Regions from separate parts of the Gadus morhua genome. Here region 2 is linked to region 1. The links are chromatin contacts, called in public Hi-C maps. All regions are on one chromosome and are shown on one strand. Each heading gives the region's core, a stretch centred on a gene start, on an enhancer-like site or on the middle of the called end of the contact. The rest is flanking DNA. Distances are from core to core; before and after follow the strand shown. Region 1 holds the start of ube3d (ubiquitin protein ligase E3D). Region 2 holds the start of ebag9 (estrogen receptor binding site associated antigen 9).

Region 1 (3,311 bases), core at 668-3,167:
GAACAGCCCGGCACTACAGTGGCAGAAGGGGAAGTACTGCATTAACTTCTGAAAATATCGTGTAGCATTATTTATTCATCTGACTATTCTTATCAACATTGTGTATTCAGTACACACTGACAACGGAACTCAACCGCAATCGGGGGCTGATGGAATCGGAGCAGCCTTGTATTTAGATACAGGTCTTTAGATACAGGTATCGGTGGTGACCTACCTGTAAAGAAAGAGATCTTTGGCCAGCCTCTTGGGTCCTATGATCTTGAAGATGATCTCGTAGGTCTCCAGCGCCTTGCGGTGGACCCCGCTGGGCAGGGCCGGGTGCAGGCATTGGGCCAGACGTTTGCCAATCGTCAGCTTCTTCGGAACCACCTGGTACTTTGCATTGTTCTGCAATACCTTGGAAACCCAATCCCCACAAATATGGACTATTAGCCAAGCCTTTTCACATTACATTCATGTAACTGTGAGTGAAAGAAATCAAGACCTTTATGAATGGGTAACTACACGGCGACGAGACACAAGTACAAAGGATCGGGTGTACCTTGTTAAGCTTGCCCAGTGCAGAGATGAGATCGGCCCATTCACTGGAGTACTCAAAGTTCTTCAAGGCCTTGTCCACAGCTGCCACATAGTTCCTGTACTTGGAGTCGCTGAGCAGCTCCACTTCCTCTGTGTTCATTCTCCCGGGTGACGATTCTGATACTGCACGACACTAAGCAAGCAATTGTGCATCACACCTGTAAAGGGCAAAGAAGATGACGAAGAAAACAGATCAAAGATTAACAGGTAGACACTCATTAAAAAGTGAAAGTTGTTGGATCATGGTATGTGTTCGTGTGCTCGGTCTTCAGACAAGTAAATGACAAACCATGCAATTAAAACTTCATAAAAAATAATGCAATGACAATCACGTTGGGATATCACTTAAAATGTGAACCAAAAATAATGGATTCACATTTTAAGTGGATTACTAGGTAAAGGGTTAGGGTTAGGGTCAGTGTTTTCAGAAACATACATTATGAAAAAAGGCAGTTCAGAGATAAACAAACATTCAGAGACCAGTAGCAGTTCGACCTACCAGCAGATCACCTGTTATCCACGACAGAACATTCATCGCCTGCGGGATAGAAAATAAATGGGTTGAGCAAACTAAGTTACACGCAGGTGAATTGAGGGCCATTTGAGACGCTAAGGGGGGAGGCGCTGCTTTCGGTTAGCTGGGTACACCCAAGCTACCTCACATATGCTGTAACCAGCGATTCCAACATCACTCATCATCCATAACGCGACCAGCATTCAAGCTCACCGCTATTGAATTTCGGTCCAGCGCTGTCCTGCATTCGTACGGACACTACGTCACTTTAAAAAAGGGCTGTCAAAGCCTGAATCCGGCAGCTAGCCAATGTGAGCGGCAGTATATCCAAGAGACGCAAGATGCTGCGGTGGCTCAGCTTCTGGGCCCCGGCTAAAATGTCGCTCAATTTAACTACCTGTGTGTTGCATAACACGACTTCACAGGTCACGTGGTGGAGATATGGCTCACTGTGCTCTACATAGTGTCGGCATTTTAAGAGATTCCTTCTCGGTTATTAAAAAAACGACCCTAGACATCACCGTAGTTCAGCGGCCAGGAAGGAAGAAACACAAAGCGATTGACAGCTCCCAGGCTGCATTGCGGATTGGTTGCGCGTACGCTACGTAGTGGGCGTATCTACCTTGTTCCCAGGCGTTCTCTTCTGACATAAGAAAGCCTGAAACTGGAGGCTCACAATGAGCGTTATCGGTGAAAGAGACAGAGAGGGTGGGACTTTCAGTTCGGTTGTTTTAGAGGCGGGAGAGAGAGAGGGCGGGCCTTTTCGTTCCATTGGTTTAGCAGCATGTGAGAGAGTTGGCGGGACCTTTGATCAAGGGATATCATATCCGTTTCCATTCCATGTCATGTTATGCTTTCGGATATTGAATTTTAAATGTTATGGCTAGAAGTCCATTTGTCATCTCCTTGTTATTATTGCCATGCTCGTATACTTCCTTACTGCCCCAAAATTGTTATGTGGAGCACACAGCTTATCGGAAGTTGTAAGAGGCCGGACGTAGCATTGCGCTAGCCCGGGATAACGCTACAATTCAGTATCTTCTCCGGGCTAGTTTCAGGGACGGTAGCTACTACGTCCCATTGAATGAATTCTGTGGTTGGACGTTCAAGCGTGGAGATAACTTTGCATTGTCCGTGATTTCGTTTTTAATCGTGATTCTGATCGTTTTATTTTTCAAAACACGCCATTACGGATACTCAATTTTTGACGGTGGTTTGTGTTTCCGTTATTTTTTGCACCGGGATTGAGTGGTAGTGCGTGTTACAGATCGTGTGGCTGAGGCCCAACACAAGCGTGGGGATGGCAGCAACAAGAACAAGTAGAGTTGGACTATTCGTAGAGCTCAGAAAGAGACTGAAAACGGGGATGCTTATTATCGGGTAAAAAACGTTGCCATTGAGGTCTTGTTCCTCGTCTTGTCTTGGAGACCAGGCGAGCTAAGCTAATAGCAAGCAAGTCCATCCATGGATGCTACAGTCTTACCCTAGATATGTACATTCATTATGCAACATTTCATAGTTATTTCTTCAGATGTTGGTAGAAATCCCAAGATCTAGTCCCTGGAGACTTTTTGCGTTAACGTAAAGTTGTCTTTGTGGATCAATAAGTTGCATGAATCTCACGTTGTATGAGCTCAAACGGACACTAGATGGCAGTAGAGTTTTGATCATGCTGTACGATCGAGTCGATCATACTGTACATGAGTTGTTTTCCTTTTTTTATTAGATTTAAAGTCTTCGTTCTTAAACCTCCATTTTCTTAATGTATTGAAAAGCTCCACATTAATTGGCATTGGTGTTTAACCTGTTTAACGCAATGATTGCATCAACTAGACTAGACTAGAAATATGGTATAACATTTTTGCTCTGTGATTTCGCTAGGGATGTATATGGCAGTAGGTAGTAGTACCCACAATATTGAATAACACATCTGCAATATGGTGTGTGGAATCCATGACGACTGCATTTATTTTAAATGAATTTGCAGTGCAACTAACTAGGGTTGAGTTGCACTGCAAATACACTGCAGACATAAAATCTACAATACGATACATAAACTCGTGTCTCTTGCGTCCTCCAGGAAAGATCTTGTCAACGACCCAACTGAGGTGAGCGTGGCAGGAGGCGATGGATCTCTTGATATTTCCACGGCCCACGGCCTGTTAAGCCTTGCGCTGCCAGCAGGTGTCAGCCTGGAGCCGGGAAGTTGCGTGCAGAC
Region 2 (2,872 bases), core at 134-2,633, 180 kb after region 1:
CACGCTGCTGCTCCCGGTCAGTGTGTTCCTCTTCCTCCATCTGAAATTTGAAGGGTCTGTAATTACTACATCAACACACACATCAGAATCAGTGCTGCATTGGGTATAGTAACAACACGTGAATGAAAAAATATAAGAAAACACCTAGACTCGTCTGCAATTGCATTGTCAGTGGCTAGCATGTGGATCATGTCAAGTTTCTAAAGTATTTCCGGAGAGTTTATTCGCAGATCAGAACACTATGAGGCACGTCTTGGAGAAGTAAAACTAGCATCGTGCTAACGTTAGCTTAGCTAAATTAGCTTCCGAAAACATCTCAAAATCACATTGATATACATTAAACCATTTAAGATGAAACACTTGTTATGATATATATTCCATATTATGTAATCTGGACTCAAATGTTATCATCGCGTCTTACGGTTCTACGGTTTGTAACCTCGGCAGAAGTATTTTCAAATGTCTGTTTATCCAGTTTTCAAACTTGCCACTTTCCTCTGGACACGCCCTAAACTGCGTTTGATTGGCTTGGTCTCCCTTGATCCGCTCGGCTCTGCTATGGTTGGTTAAAATAACCGATGTGACAGATTCCAACAGAACAATGTATTACAGAAATGACAAAAAATGTACGATCTAGTTACTAAAACATGATTTTTTCTTTTTTACAACATGCATATTAACTAGGACTCCAATGCCTCCAAGATAGAGCAGAGCTATTTATCTATTCTCTCTAAAAAAAAAGCTCTGAGGTAGAGGCGGCCGTTTTGACGTTAGCCGTGATGTACAAGCCCTATTGGTTGGTTTGTTTGTTGCCTCCTGGCAGATATGATCGAGAATTTCTGAATTACATGTTCAAACAACAAGATAAGATATTTTCTTTTCTTATATTTTATTTTTGCATGTCGGTGGTGTCACCTATGTAAAATGTTCGGTTATAGTGGCCAATTTCGTCATCTGCGGCTACAGATTGTGTCTGGTATACAGGGTTTGTGTCTGTTATAGCGACAGAAACTGCAGAAAATGTATCTCCCATGGATGGCCTTCATCACGGGAGAACCGTCCCGTCAGTACAGGACTCCCGAAACAGAAGAAGCGAGGGCGTGACTTCAGTTACATGGGTTAAGGGGCGAGAGGGAGTGTCTTTCTATAGAAGCACATCCGTTTTCGTTCTGTTACATGTTTTGGCTATTGCCTAGTAACTTTTTTCATCAAAACCTAAATATTACCCTCCATGTTGTTGTCATTCGTGTCATGTTGTTATTCTTCTCGCTCAAGCGACAGTCACCTGGCCTATACATCTCATAGGGAGCGAAAGACCGGAAATTGCGCTGTGGTACACTGGGATAACGCTATAATTCAGGATCCTCTCTCAGCCGTGTCTCTCTAGCGGTAAGGCTCAGTGAACACGCTTCTGCTGCACTTCCGTGTTCGGATGCATCCCAGCTCAAAGATGGCAGCCACGGGATAGTGGAAGAGAAACTGCAGATTGTACCTTTATCATGTAATCTCTTCGGTTTAAACAGCTGTTCCACACATTGTCGTGATGTGCAACGTTACACCTCAATTATTGTGAACGCGTCATTTCATGGAGACAACGCGAGGGATTAAGATAATGGTTATCTGGCGAGAAAGGCTAGCAAGCTAAGATTAGCTAAATAAATGAACAGTTTTGGTGTCTTTAAGTGCATCTGACACCCACGGAAGAAACTAAAGCATCTCTCCTGAATATTGTACTTGGGCGTTGTGTATGGTGAGCACATGTGTTGATGTTGTACATTGATCTTGTCAATGGACGCAGCTGTTCAACCATTAAATGCACTGTTTAATTAGGTTCATGGTTTAAATAACGCTAAAGGCTTCATCCATATCCCTGGTTTCACTAAAAGTCTCAATTAGCATTCCCTCAAGATGTCGCCTGTATTGGATTCAAGTTGTGGTAGCTGAGAAAATGCTATATCAGTTTGAACCCATTTCTAATGTTTCTCCTTATTTCGCCACAGAATAAGTTCATCATGGCCATCACTCAGTTCCGCCTTTTCAAAATCTGCACATGTATAGCCAGCTTACTCTCCTTCTTCAAACGGTTGATATGCAGGTAAGCTATCTATAACTTTATAAGATGATTGTTAGTTGTATAGCATCAACTGTACATTGAATTGGTTCATTTGTTATTCTGCTACAGGACTGGAAGGGGACGCAAACTCAGTGGTGATCAAATAACACTACCAACTACTGTGGACTTCCCTTCCTCTGGAACGAAACAGGTCTGTCAATGTTTTGTTCAATAACAGTCCTGTACAGAACGTCTGTGACTGGGTAATCATTAAGATGAAACATCCTTTGAATTCATCTAATATTTGGCCTAGATGGTGTTTTATATTCCACAGTAATATATTATTTACATATTTTTCAATGTCCCATGTTTTCTTTTACCTACTGATTTTGTTTATTCTCCGTAATTCTTCGTTTTAACTTGTCGTGAGGCAGCCAGAGATAGAGGAGTGGAGTTCATGGGATGAAGATGCTCCGACTAGTATCAAGATTGAGGGTGGCAACGGGAACGTTTCTCCCTCTGCCGAAGATGCAGACAATGAGCCTGACTACTTCAAAGACATGACCCCCACCATCAGGAAAACACAAAAGGTTTGCCAACCAGCTGCCCTTACAATCCAAAATGCATTCCAGTATCGTGCAGCATCAATTAGCTTCAACTGTAGCAATTTAAATCAGTACAATGAAATGTTAAGTTCCCCTTTTATCCAGAATTTTAAAGCGTTTATGAAGTGTTTCTTCATGTTGATTTGTATAGTGTGTGCATGGATAGATTATATTTTTAATCGATGTATTTCTCCTCTCTCCAACATTTCCAGAT

Evidence for each region. Hi-C and Micro-C count contacts between places; a contact is called where the count stands out from the background.
Region 2: a Hi-C map of blood shows a contact between it and region 1, with 5 times the contacts expected there. The contact joins the promoter of ebag9 here to the promoter of ube3d in region 1. A contact is called at or near these places in 4 of 6 Hi-C or Micro-C datasets (blood, gill, gonad and 1 more).

The regions. Positions count from the first base shown.
Region 1 is chr11:15,574,524-15,577,834 of gadMor3.0, forward strand. ube3d (ubiquitin protein ligase E3D) reads left to right here and starts at 1,918. Exons shown (of 10, transcript XM_030370205.1): 1 at 1,918-2,473; 2 at 3,174-3,311. The coding sequence starts at 2,394. It overlaps dop1a (DOP1 leucine zipper like protein A), which reads right to left and starts at 1,718. Exons shown (of 39, transcript XM_030370204.1): 1 at 1,491-1,718; 2 at 1,079-1,117; 3 at 542-737; 4 at 215-396; 5 at 1-13. The coding sequence starts at 679.
Region 2 is chr11:15,751,315-15,754,186 of gadMor3.0, forward strand. It overlaps ebag9 (estrogen receptor binding site associated antigen 9), which reads left to right and starts at 1,384. Exons shown (of 7, transcript XM_030369812.1): 1 at 1,384-1,750; 2 at 2,001-2,095; 3 at 2,183-2,264; 4 at 2,488-2,643; 5 at 2,871-2,872. The coding sequence starts at 1,748. It overlaps ttk (ttk protein kinase), which reads right to left and starts at 531. Exons shown (of 23, transcript XM_030369809.1): 1 at 422-531; 2 at 1-40. The coding sequence starts at 40.